Regions from separate parts of the Macaca mulatta genome. Here region 1 is linked to region 2. A link is a contact called in public Hi-C data. All regions are on one chromosome and are shown on one strand. Each heading gives the region's core, a stretch centred on a gene start, on an enhancer-like site or on the middle of the called end of the contact. The rest is flanking DNA. Distances are from core to core; before and after follow the strand shown. Region 1 overlaps CREM (cAMP responsive element modulator). Region 2 holds the start of CREM (cAMP responsive element modulator).

What was found. Hi-C and Micro-C count contacts between places; a contact is called where the count stands out from the background.
Region 1: a contact with region 2 is called in a Hi-C map of fetal cortical plate, with 2.1 times the contacts expected there. The contact joins the enhancer-like site here to the promoter of CREM in region 2. A contact is called at or near these places in 6 of 14 Hi-C or Micro-C datasets (CD4 T cells, blood, cortical neurons and 3 more).

What each region holds. Positions count from the first base shown.
Region 1 is chr9:36,621,066-36,627,490 of T2T-MMU8v2.0, forward strand. CREM (cAMP responsive element modulator) reads left to right here. Exons shown (of 4, transcript XM_077946243.1): 4 at 1,060-1,799. The coding sequence ends at 1,204. Among named protein-coding and RNA genes, the nearest start is that of CREM, 88 kb to the left of the region's middle. Within about 2 kb of position 4,211, at least 8 of the 40 cell types and tissues checked have an H3K27ac peak or open chromatin away from gene starts, as enhancers often do. A contact at or near this core is called in cortical neurons and fetal cortical plate, where this site is marked.
Region 2 is chr9:36,531,706-36,538,797 of T2T-MMU8v2.0, forward strand. It overlaps CREM (cAMP responsive element modulator), which reads left to right and starts at 4,297. Exons shown (of 4, transcript XM_077946243.1): 1 at 4,297-4,401.

The DNA.
Region 1 (6,425 bases), core at 2,961-5,460, 89 kb after region 2:
GTTATTGAGTGTTGTATTTTGTAGCCCCCGTCTTTAATTTTCAGAAGCACTGTCCATTTCATTTCGGTTTATAAAAATGCACATCTTTTGTTTATTGTTATGATTTATCCATGTTGTGTTTTCTAGCCAATAAACTGTGTCTTGCAGTCACAATTGATCTTGTTTTACTGAGATTTAGTTTTGAAGACTAAAAATCTCCAGTGTTGATATTTAAGGTTTTTGAAGATTCTTATAATCATTTTTGATCGCATAAAATTAATTTATTATGTTGGAGTATGTGCCTTTTGAGAGACAAAAAAATTAAAGAGAATTGAAAGGATCTATAAATGTTTTTGTAGAAATTCCACTTGGGGATGTGGTCCTATTGTAGTTTACTGAAAACAGTTCTGCTCATTGTTACCAGTGGAATGTGTGCCCTAAGAAAACACCATTTGTGATGAATGCTGGGCAAACTGTGTTCTCAAGTCATTCCTGTTGTCCGATGGTTATCTTACAAAAAGCATGTGCTTGGTTATGTTTGTTATGTGGCTTTGTACAGTCCTTACCTAGGATCGATTGGCTGTTGAGTTCGGGGGGCAGAAGTGCACTGACCCACTGTGGATTGTGTTGGAAGGCTGTTCCTGTAGTCATTTGCCTTGTGTTGGTTCCAGGGAAGCTGCCCGGGAGTGTCGCAGGAAGAAGAAAGAATATGTCAAATGTCTTGAAAATCGTGTGGCTGTGCTTGAAAACCAAAACAAGACTCTCATTGAGGAACTCAAGGCCCTCAAAGATCTTTATTGCCATAAAGTAGAGTAACTGTCTTTGACTTGGACCTTGTTTACTGTGAACTCTAATCAAGGCAGGAGATGCAGCAGTCCTACTTATTGCCATGTGGACTTGTGGAAAGGACACGTGTGACCCTTAAGAATCCAGTTCGGATTAGTGTTTGAAATTGAATTGGGAATGTTGTTCCAGGATGTGGAATGCAGCTGTGATCACACTTACCGAGCTTACTTTGACCTGTTTGTCAATAGCATGCAAAAAAATGCTTTGTTTGCCCTTTGCTTCTGCTTTTTTCAGGGAAGCTGCCAAAGAATGTCGACGTCGAAAGAAAGAATATGTAAAATGTCTGGAGAGCCGAGTTGCAGTGCTGGAAGTCCAGAACAAGAAGCTTATAGAGGAACTTGAAACCTTGAAAGACATTTGTTCTCCCAAAACAGATTAGTAGAAATATTTAACTATGAACTGAAGACAGCATGTATAGTTGCTTTTGAAGGAATACAGTATATAGCTGGCAAGAATGGTGGCTTCTTTTCTTTGTATCATTCATCTTCTTTAATCTCTTAACATTCCTAAAATGCTTCACTGTATATAGTTAAGTCATAGCTATAACTTCAAATTTTTTAAAAGAGACAAACTAAAAAATGTATGTAACAGATTCTTAAAATGCAATATTTGTAAGGCTTGTTCCAATGCCACATACTTGCAGCTCCCATTCTCTGTGTCATCAGTAGTGTCCTATGCAATAAAATTATTTGCAGGTCTTTAAATCATTTTAGGAAAGGATGATCAAAAATAATGCATCCAGCAGTACACTGAAAGTAAACCACAAAAAAAATACCTCAGGAAAGAATAGAAAGAAAGTCTATCTAATGGCATGCCTATATGAGAAGAATAGCCTAGATATGAATATATGGCATTTGCAGATTTTTATATTAGTTGCTTTGTTAAAAAAAAAAAAAAAAAAAAAAAAAAGATTGTATTGCTGTCCTTGAATGCCATAGTCAAAGAGAGTTTTTAATAGAACCATGTTGGTTGCACTTTGTAGTGTTTGGTGCTCATTTAAATATCTGAACATTTACTACAGTTTTTAACTGTATTGTGTAACATAAAAGATCTTGCAGAAGTTCTTAGTGTCGGTTTAATATTAACTAATGAAAGTGATGACATATTTTTTCTATCTGGAATGAGCCTGTTGGGATCACATTGCATACCTTCCGGGTACAAGTCAGTTTCTACACTGGGTGCTGATCCTTGCATGCACCCTTTCTACCATGTCATGGTGGGGATGGCCGCAGGGTGTGCACCCAGAAGAAAAGAATGGCTGTTAGCGTTTCGGCCTTCGTGATGGCCTGAGACTATCTGTAGGTGGTCTGGAGCTGTCTGGCTGGTGGCCCCCTATTTTGCCATTTAGCGAACAACCACAGAAATTTTAAAAACAAAAGCATCCCAAGATTTTTTCATTTCAAAAAGCCTCAAAGTCCACATTAGATCAGATATCCTGCTGTCGGCACATTCAGCTGAGGTTCATTACAGTCGAAGCCGCAGTGTGATCTACGTTTCATCTTGTTTTAATAATAAAAAGCTTCAGGAAACAAGCCCAAAGCCCTCACCACAGGATGCTCTGTTCCCTCTCATTCCCTGACATTTCTTGATTGTCTGCTGCGTGCTGGACTCTGCTGTGTTTCCTACTGTGACTTCTGCTTTAAGGATGTCCCCGCCCCACCCCCCAGTTTCAAGGGTAGATCTGGTCAGTGTGGTGGGAGATAGAAAATTGGGAGGTGGTTTGTGGAGCATCCAGCTGCTGCTTCTCCTGTACCACTGGAATTCTTTCCCTTATCTGTCACTCCCAGCAAGTAGGGCATGTCATTGTTGGCTTTCTTTAAAAATATGTATTCTCCCTTCAGAGTCGGAGCTCTGAATTTTCTTTCTTTCTTTTCTTTCTTTCTTTCTTTCTTTCTTTCTTTCTTTCTTTCTTTCTTTCTTTCTTTCTTTCTTTTCTTTCTTTTCTTTCTTTTCTTTCTTTTCTTTCTTTCTTTCTTTTTTAAGACAGAGTCTTGCTTTGTCGCCCAGGCTGGAGTGCAGTGGCGTGATCTCAACTCACCACAACCTCCACCTCCCGAATTCAAACAATTCTCCTGCCTCAGCCTCCCAAGTAGCTGAGATTACAGGCATGCGCCACTACACCCAGCTAATTTTTCTATTTTTAGTAGAGATGAGATTTCACCACGATGGCCAGGCTGGGTTCAAACTCCTGGCCTCAAGTGATCCACCTGCCTTGGCCTCCCAAAGTGCTGGAATTACAGATGTGAGCCACTGCACCCGGCCTGAATTTCTTTTATCTCAGTTTTTGTCTTCTCTTCTACAGAGAAGATGAGGAAAGAAGACAAGGAAGAAAAAGGAAAGGAAAACTCCAGGTTTCAGATGCAGGACAGTAGGGCCTTGTACTCACTCATCTGCCCAGTCAGTCGCTGTACATCAACGGTGTGGCTGGGGTGGATGGACACACAGAGGGGACACGAGGATCAGCAGGCAAGATGTACAAAGTTGGAGATGATGCACGCTACATGTTAGAATTCTAGAAAGATGCAGCTGGGGGTTAAATAGGAGACTTCATGTGGTAAGTGGATTTTGAACTGGGCCTTGAAGTGATTGACAGTGCTGGGGCATGGGGTTGGTACTTAGGGAATACAGAGCACACACACTGCTCCAAGGGGCTTGGGTCTGGAGGACGAGGGAAGCCAAGTTAGTTCTCACCCAAGAGGTAGTTTCATTTGAAAATTGGGGAAGACAGAATGAATGTGTGCGCGTGCATGTGTGTACTCCAGTCTGTAAAAGAGGTTATATTATTTCAGAGGAAAGGGACTCTATCCAATTTCTTGGGACCACCAGCAACAGAAGTCCCCCTTCCCAAACCCAGTGGTTTAAGCAATAAGGAAATATACTACCTTGCAAAACAAGAAGTCCAGTGGTAAGAAATTCCAGGCTTGCTAATTTGGTGATAACAATGTCATCACGACCAGACCCTGCCTCCTCATTCTTTTCCCTCTACCTGCTGGTACCCCTGACCTAATACTGCTGCCACAGTCCCAGGCATCAGAAATGGGAAAGACAACACCCTTTTTGGAGAGTACTTTTTTTTTGGTTGTTTTTTTTGTTGTTTTTTTGAGACTGAGTCTCACTCTGTCACCCAGGCTGGAGTGCAATGGTGTGATGTCGGCTCGCTGCAACCTCCACCTCCCAGCCCAAAGACTGGGCTGAAAGGCACTGGGTTGCTCATGATGATTCCGCCCCTAGGGTTGGGGAGCTTCCAGGCTCTGGGGAAGCATATGGCCATCAATGTCGAATAAAACTGGGCTTCTGGAAGAATGGCGTGTAGACACTGGGGACGTCTGGCGCTGGGACTGAGTGAGCGCTTACCCTGTTCAAGAAGTGAGGAACAGCTTGTGAGAGGCTGGGGCTTGAGCCACGCTCCCAGACATGCACGGGAACTCTTATTCTTGTTCATGAAATGTATCCCTGAAACCAAGCTTCTGCTACCAAAATAGCACCATTTGACAGCAGTGCTTTCAGCCTTACAGCAGATACTGCCTACGACCTCTCCCTCAACAGAACCAGCAGTAGGGGAAGCTTTGCAGGGGGGAACGTTGCACATCTCACACACCCGTGCGTGCGGGATCCACAGCGCTCCCCACACCCTTGCACTCGGGATCCAGAGTTCTCACTGTGTGTGTCTTTCTTTGAATCCTAAAAGTTTCAGAATCTGGACTGCTGGGTATAGAAATTACTGCTCCAGGTTTAGGGGACTGCATACCTTCTCTGTCCTATCTAACTAGGTACTTCATAACGCTAAGTCATGTGAGATGGGAACATTAAGGAAATGAACTCCTTCTAGTATTTAAACATGTGTGACCATGAGGCATGCCTGAAACTGAGAACATGGACATCAGCAACATACTGTGCATGAATGGCGGCTATTTCAGTGCCAGATGCCTCATTCCTTGTTCAACCACACTTCTCAGTTTTCTTCATATATGTTTATGTCCAAAACATGCTGTTTCCCATGTGCCTAACAGTACAACTTTAAAAAATATGATTTGTGAAACCAACTTGATTGTTCTAGTCTACACCAAAAATAATTAGCCCGCTTTGACGTGTGAGGCAGGCAGAGCTGTTGCCAGTTGGCTGGCCATAATGCAGTGACTCCTATGGTAGTATACCGTGGTTCTCAGAAGCTCAGATGTGTCAGGCTGGAGTGCAGTGGCATGATCTTGGCTCACTGCAATCTCTGCCCCCTGGGTGCAAGTGATTCTCCTGCCTCAGCCTCCCGAGTAGCTGGGATTACAGGTGTGCGCCGCCATGCCCATCTAATTTTTGTATTTTTAGTAGAAACAGGGTTTTGCCATGTTGGCCAGGCTGGTCTGGAACTCCTGACCTCAGATGATCCACCCGCCTTGGCCTCCCAAAGTGCTGGGATTACAGGCGTGAGCAACCGTGCCTGGCCATGCTTCACCTTTTCTAAGAGCATTTTAAAGACATAGACTTGATTCTGAACTACTCAAGCATGGTATATTTTAATCTTTATGGTTTGTGGGCAGGTTTTTCTATATAAATCCATTTTCTTGGCTGGGCATGGTGGCACACGCCTATAATCCCAGCACCTTAGGAGACTAGGGCAGGAGGATTGCCTGAAGCTAGGAATTAAAGACCAGCCTGGACAACATGGTGGGACTCTGTCTCCACAAAAAACAAACAAACAAAACATTAAGCAAATTAGTTGGGCATGGTGGTGTGCACCTATAGTCCCAGCTATAATATATACATGATTCATTGATCATGTTGCCTATATCCTTAAATTGTCCCATCTTCAGGGCTATGTGATGCGGAGTTTCCAGAAAGCGACATGGGAGTCAGCATGTTCATTTACTCCTTCAAGTCAACAAGTGAGGCTGCCTTTGTAAGAAGTCCGGAAGGAGAGAGGGCAGCTTTGGGACCTAGGGCTGTGGCAACCCTGACATTACCAGCACCGTCCTGGGCTTGCTTTCTTCCAGCTGGGTATGTAGCTCCATGGATGCTACAGCCACGCAGTCATGGCAGTCAAGAATAACAGCTACTGTGTACAGAGTGCTCACCCTGCGCCTAGGGGCTTCCACATTTTATTCTCCTAACAGCTCTCATTTTGCAGATGAAGAAGCAAGGCTGGAGAAATTCAGTAGCTTGCCAAAGGTCACATGGCTCAGGACCAAGCGCAGAACCAGGACAGGGAGCCTCTGCCCTGGTGGCTCTCACCCAGTCTGGACCCAAAGGCAGGAAAGTGATAAGAAACACTTGCTGGCAATGACTCAAGCAGGTGGTGGCTGCGGAGAGAGCTCTGTGGTTCTGAGTGGCTGTGTGTGGGAACACCCAGACCTTCCTGTTCAAATGCACAAAAGCACATTTTCACTTCTCTCTGGTTTTTCAAATCCCTGATGCTGATCAGGAAAAAAATGACTTTACAGTTTAAGGACTAAGGTCTGGCTAGCTATTGGAACAGCAAAGTCACAGTTACGCTTATTGAAATAGAATCACAGCTAAAAGAGGTCTCGCCGGTGTAATTTTTTTATTTTTATTTATTTATTTTTTTGAGACAGGGTCTCACACTGTGTCACCCAGGCTGAAGTGCAGTG
Region 2 (7,092 bases), core at 3,047-5,546:
ATCCTATCTACAAATAAACAAAACATACAAAAAACAAAACAAAACAAATGACTTCATGCCAAACTTAGTTGTACTCTGTTAGCTAATAACATCTCACTGGAGTTTTTGCTTCAATTAAAATGTCATTTATTTTTAAAATATGTAAAGCACTCTTGCAGTACACAATTCAAGAGGCCACCAAAGATAATTCACAATCTCCTTTCACTTCTGTTCCTTAAGTTTCAGTCCCTCCTAGTCACTGTAGATTTTTTAAGAAGAGAAATCATATTACCAGAGCTATATCTAAGGAAAATGAATCAAACAGAAATGCTTAGGATGAACTATACTGGAAGTACCAGACAGGTAATAGTGGGAATAAAAAAAAAGGGATGGGTGCAAGTTTCTACAGGCAAAAGCAACAACACTTAGCATTTAGCACAGGGCCTGGAACATAGCAGGCACTTCAAAATATTTTCTATGTGGCTCCTGAATGACATGAGTAGACGAACGACCAAAATGATTTCAAGGTGTAGAGGCAGGATGACAAGGAGCTGAAAAGTGCCATTAACATTGCCAAAACAACAATAAAAAATCAAGATTCAGGTATGAAAGGGGAAGAAGACGAGACATGTAGTTTTGAACCTATGGGTTGGAAACGCTCATGGGCCACGGAAGTGAGAACTGTTAGGTGTTCGAAAATGTGATCTGGTGCTAATGAATGAATTTGGAAGGTTTGGGTATAAATGCTAGAATTATCTTTCAAAAAAATGGGTATGATTAGATAACTAAGGAAAATACTGTTTGAGGACAGTATAGAAGATGATGTCCAAGGACAGAAAATTAGTAACTGTCTACACTAGGGAGACAAAGATGAGTGAAACCATGAGAGCCAAGTATCATGAAAATTCAGGAGGGAGACTATATTAAGAAGGCGGCAGGCTTATGCCTGTAATCCGAACACTTCGGGAAGCTGAGATGGGAGGATCGCTTTAGACCAGGAATTTGAAGCTGAATGAGCTATGATTGCACCACTGCACTCTAACCTGGGTGACAGAGCGAGACTCTGCCTCTAAGTAAATACATTTAAAAAAGAAGGCAGCAGTCATTGGTACTATCAGATGAGGAAAATAGGTCAAGTAGAATGAAAAATGAGAAAAAGTCATCAGATTTAGTAATCAGAAAGGGGACAGATTTAGTAATCATTCCAAGTGCAATGGCTCATGCCTATAATCCCAGCACTTTCAGAGGCCAAAGTGGAAGGATTGCTTAAGCCCAGGAGTTCCCGACTAGCCTGGGCAAGAATGAGGCCCCATGTCTACATATAAAAATAAAAATTAAGTTAAAAAAAAAAGAGAGGGCCGGGCGCGGTGGCTCAAGCCTGTAATCCCAGTACTTTGGGAGGCCGAGGCGGGTGGATCACGAAGTCAGGAGATCGAGACCATCCTGGCTAACATGGTGAAACCCCGTCTCTACTAAAAATACAAAAAACTAGCCGGGCGTGGTGGCGGGCGCCTGTAGTCCCAGCTACTCAGGAGGCTGAGGCAGGAGAATGGCGTAAACCCGGGAGGCGGAGCTTGCAGTGAGCCGAGATCGCGCCACTGCACTCCAGCCTGGGTGACACAGCGAGACTCCCCGTCTCAAAAAAAAAAAAAAAAAAAAAAGAGAGGGAAGAGAGCAAAAATTTGGCAGGAAATAACAAACGAGTGGGTGGTGAGGAAGTGAATACAGCCCCTGCCTTGCCTTCCTCTCTTGAGAAATCTGATGGTGAGGGGATGGCAAGGGATGGAGCAGTAAGCAAATGGGCAAAAAATGAAATGTAAATGTACAACCTGGAATTGGCAACTCTGTGGCCTTCCTTATAGGGTTAGCAGTGCCAACAGTTTTCAAGAGGCAAGATACACATTTGTAGGGAATGAAGGAGCCAAGAGGACGAAAAAAGCTGCAGGTATACTCGTGGTAATTCAGCAAGATCTGATATGGGAAAGAAATGACATCTAACTTACAGTTGGATTTGGAAAGGAAAAGAGGCGCTCCTCCCGACCCAGAAAGGGAGGGAAAGTTGAAGTTATTTTGAAGTGAGGAGGGAGGATAAGGGTGTGACTGACAGCCTGTATTTTCTCAGAAAAGTAGGTGACCTACTTGTCCCTCCCCACCAGAGAATTAACTGTCACCTAGGTGAGGAGCCCCAAAAGCTAGACACTGGACTAACACAAACATGACTAGGTTTTTAAGTACTTATCTTATGGCAGATGTTTTTTTAAAATCTATAATAACCCTAACAGGTAGGTACTATTTTTCTTCCCATTTTAAAATCTTATGCTTCCCTTAAGAGGATATGAAACTTGCCCACAGCTAACAAGCATACATTTAAACCCAGATCCAACTGCATGGTTTTTTAAGTCTATTACATCTTATGTCAAGGGGATAGCAGAGGCCATGAACTGATGGGCTTATAAGTATGTGTATCTCACCTCTAGTACTGATCTTTGTAAAAAAACCAGATGAACAAAAAAATATGGTTTGTGCTTTCTGAATTTTATAATTAAGACTACATACATATGGGAGTAAAATACTGACAAGAAAGGAAACAGTAGAGAAAATACTTTGCAAATAAGAAATTGCCGTTCCTTTGATTTTTTTTGATTCATATGAACTTCTGTTACACAGACAATTGTTGTGGACACAATTCCCTTTGACCTATGAAAATTAGATTTGAACAAAGGTTCAGATTGGATTTAGATTAGGTCCTGCTCAGTGAAAATTATGAAAACACTGACACTACAGTAACTGATATGAAAGAATACAATAAATCCTCACTTAACATTGTCAATAGCTTCTTAGAAACTCGTTTTCAGTTAAACAATGTACAATGAAACCGATTTTTGTCATCAATATTATAATGAAATGAAGACAACATTGAATGAAATGTTTTTTTGTGGACCTGCTGTAAGTTGTTAGGCTAAAAATCATGGTTTCTAAGAACCTATCGTTAAGTGATGACCTACTGTACTCTATAACCATGCTGCTATTCTTTATTCCTGACATCTCATTAATTTTTTTTTTTTTTTTGAGATGGAGCCTTGCTCTGTCACCCAGGCTGGAGTGCAGTGGAACGATCTCTCAGCTCACTGCAGCCTTGACCTCCCAGGTTCAAGCGATTCTCTTGCCTTAGCCTCCCAAGCAGCTGGGACTACAGGTGTCTGCCACCACTCCCGGCTAATTTTTGTATTTTTAGTAGAGATGGGGTTTCACCATGTTGGCCAGGCTGCTCCTGACCTCAAGTGATCTGCCCATGTCTGCCTCCCAAAATGCTGGGATTACAGGCGTGAGCCCCAGGCCGACCTTTCTAATCTTAAAAAAAAAAAAAGAGAGATGGGGTCTCACTGTGTTCCCTAGGCTGGTCTCCTGGGCTCAAGCGATCCTCCCACCTTGGCCTCCCGAAGTGTTGGGATTACAGGCCTGAGCCAGCGCGCCCGGCATGCGGAGCATTTCCAGCCAAACACTGGGATAAACTGCAAGAAACGACCCTAAGAAGCAGGTGAATTGTCTCAGGAGCTCAAGCTTCCTTTGGAGAAGGACTCAACCAGCTGTGACTGGCTGTGAAGACAGAGGAAAAGGGCCTCTAGTTAAGGCATGTAGACAGCTTTTAAAAGTCAGAAGAAGCACGCCCGTAGTCCCAGCTACTCAGGAGGCTGAGGCGGGAGGATCACTTGAGCCTGGGGAGATAGACGTTGCAGAGCCGAGATCACACCACTGCAGTCCGGCCTGGATAGAGGTGAGACGCTCGCGGATCTTGGCTTGGGGTTGGCGGCTTTAGGAAGAAACTAACCTCGAGACCCTGAGGACCTGGCGACAGCCGTTACTCTGGCTGACAAATCATTGGACTTCCGGCGCACGCGCGGCGCGGCGCGGCAAGGCCAGCTTTCGATTTCCAGCCTTCCCCCGGCCCCTACCTTCCGCCCCACCTCCAGGCTAGTTCCTCCTCTTGGCCCCGCCCCCTGACCTTACTTCTCCCCACCCCTAGGCCCCGCCCCCTGATCCGCTCCTTCCCGCCGCCCCTCCCCCGTTCCATTTCATTGTTGGATTGTGGCGCCTCACTCCTGCTGGCGGCCGGCAGGGGGCGGAGTTCGAGCCTGGATTTTTTCCTCGGGGCGTCCCCCGGGAGGCCGTCCCGGCGTGGGGGAGGGGAGGGCGGGGCGGGAGGACGCGGTTCCGTCGGCTGCAGCGCTACTTTTGGTCCGGGGTCGGCAGGGAGGCCGCGGCTACCGCATCAGAGCTGACGTGGGGACTACGTGGGGCCGCTGCCGGCGCCGGGTTGCTGGGCGGCGGCGCCGCTGCTGAGCGGCGGTCGGGCTCGCCGTCTCCACCTCCTCGCGTCCGTAATCAGTGACGAGGTCCGCTACGTAAATCCCTTTGCGGCGGGTAAGTGGTGCGCCAGCCCCGGCCCCGAGACCCAGCAGCCGGCGACGCGGCGCAGGAGGCGGAGGTGGAGGCAGGAGGCGGAGCGGAGCCGGGGGCGGTGGAGCAGCGGAGGCCGAGCGGAGCCGTGGGTGGCGGGCCGGGACCCCGGAGCCGGGCGGAGGTTTGGCGGGGAAGCCGCGAGTTCACCTGACGCGGCCCCTCGCTTGGCGCCCCCGTGGCCGCTGCCTTCTCGGCCCACGCCCGCTTGGTCAGCTCAGCTGCCCCGGGACCCGCCTGCCTCCTCGCGAACTTGGGACGAGTTGGAAAATCCGCCCTGAGAGAGCCTTGCGGCTCAGGGGAGCGGTTTAACTCGGAAAAGGAAAAGGAAGCCAGAAGTAAGGACTTCGGATTTCAGTGCCCACAGCGCCTCTGCCCCACTTTGCGAGCTCAGTTCAAACTTCAGCGAACGCAGCCCGTTTTTCCCAAAACCCGGCCGGAGGGCCTCGTAGCTGAGTCATTCGGTCCCGGGCGCGGGCAATCTCAGGAGAGGGAAGGGCAGAGCCGCGACCGCTCTCGAATGGCGCATTTTCCCTTCTGTCTGAGTCTTACCTTTTTAGGGCCATCTGGTAAGGTTTCCAGAGCCTGCTGAATTTGGGGAATAAACACATTATTAAACATGCTTCTTTTTTTTTTTTTTTGAGACAGTTTTGCTCTGTTACCCAGGCTGGAATGCAGCGAGCGGCATGATCTCAGCTCACTGCAGCGTCTGCCTGCTGGGTTCGAGCGATTCTCTTGCTTCAGCCTTCCGAGTAGCTGGGATTACAGGCATGCGGCACCACGCCTGGCTAATTTTTGTATTTTTAGTAGAGCTGGGGCTTTTACCATGTTGGTCAGGCTGGTCTCGAACTCCTGACTTTCCACCCACCTCGGCCTCCCAAAGTGCTGGGATTACAGGCGTGAGCCACCGCGCCCAGCCTCAACATGTTTCTTAATCCTGTTGCGTTTTATTTGTATATCAGATACCTGAGTTTGAAATCACTTAGGGGTTTTCTGCATGCTGCTCAGTGAAGCAGCTGTCAGTTTGTAATCACATTTTAAGAAATTGTGACTTACAAGGCCAGTCTCAAAGTGTCATTGAAACTGAAAGAGCCCGTTTAACAGTGTGGTTTATGTACGCGACTCAGTTTTCTTTTCTATTTAATTTGCCGGGCGGATGAGAGTGCACCTTTCCCTTGACACAAAAACCTAGATTGAACAGTGAGAGGTCCGCTATGAACATTGTATCAGATTACATTAATAAACCACGCTGTTTTGTTTTGCTTTTGCTTTGAGCACCACGTTTTTTTCCTGGTTTTTTTTTTTTTTTTTTTTTTTTTTTTTTTTTTTTGAGACAGGGTCTATGCTCTGGCGCCCAGGCTGGAGTGCAGTGGCACGATCTCGGCTCACTGCAAGCTCCGCATCCTGGGTTCATGCCATTCTCCTGCCTCAGCCTCCCGAGTAGCTGAGACTACAGGCGCCCGCCACCACGCCTGGCTAATGTTTTGTATTTTTAGTAGGGACGGGATTTCACTGTGTTAGCCAGGATGGTCTCGATCTCCTGACCTAGTGATCCGCCCGCTTCGGCCTCACAAAGTGCTGGGATTACAGGCGTGAGCCATCGCACCCTGCCTTTTTTTCTTAGTCTTGATTCTGTTTTTGGATAACAAACTTTCCCTTCCTAAGTCATAGTAGTCTTAAAGTCTTTCAATCTAAAGTAATTTTTTTCCCAAAGGAAGGCTTGCACGCAATATGTTTGGCCAATAAATGCTAAGTATTAAAACTGATGTTTAAAGAACTATGTATTGATCCCGACACAACTTTAACAAATATATTAAAATGGTTTTGATCCTGAATGAGTAAACACTTAAAGCATCGTCAGTATACACACGACTTTGGCGAATCTGTAAATAGATGAATATAACACATACTTTCCCAGTGAGTTGGTGATGGATGTGGAATCATTTTGGTGAGTGTGAAGTTGTAATTACGGTGATGTTTGTGTACATATTTTGGTGACAGTATATGAATAAATTTTTATTTAATGCGTAAATACAGAGGACATTTTTATTTTTAGTCTTTTTGTTTTTGCATTGTCCGTGAAAGTTAATGAAATTTACTCCTACTTTCTGAATTTTAAACTCTCGAATCCATAGTTAATAGGCTGTATTCCAGTTTCATGCTCAGGTGAGTCACTGCGTAATCAAAATACAAAATCTTGCTTAGGGTTATGACCATTTCATGAATAGTAGGGAAAAGTTTTGCATTATTAACGTACATAAGGAATCCTGACTGAATCTTTACCAATATAGAGATATGTTTCTGAAGTTGTATTTTCTCCCAAGTTGTATTCCCTGCAAATTAAGTATTGGGTCAGAAGATTGAGCTAGGTTTATTGTTGAAGTGGATAGTCCTACTGAAGAGCTCTCAAATGTCCTGTTCCTTTTAGACAGACTTCTTAAAACTGAGCAGTGCAAGTAATAGCTGAACCACTGAGAGACGCTATTTTTTAGAGCAGTTTTAGAACCAGTATTTTTATATTTCCTTATCAACATTGATAAGGAAATAAGCCTGAAATGCCGAATTTTATTGTTTCTACTTAAGTAAACTGATGGATTCCGTATGTAAAAGTCAGCTTTGAAAAGAATTATTATTGTACATTGAATACAGTTTTGA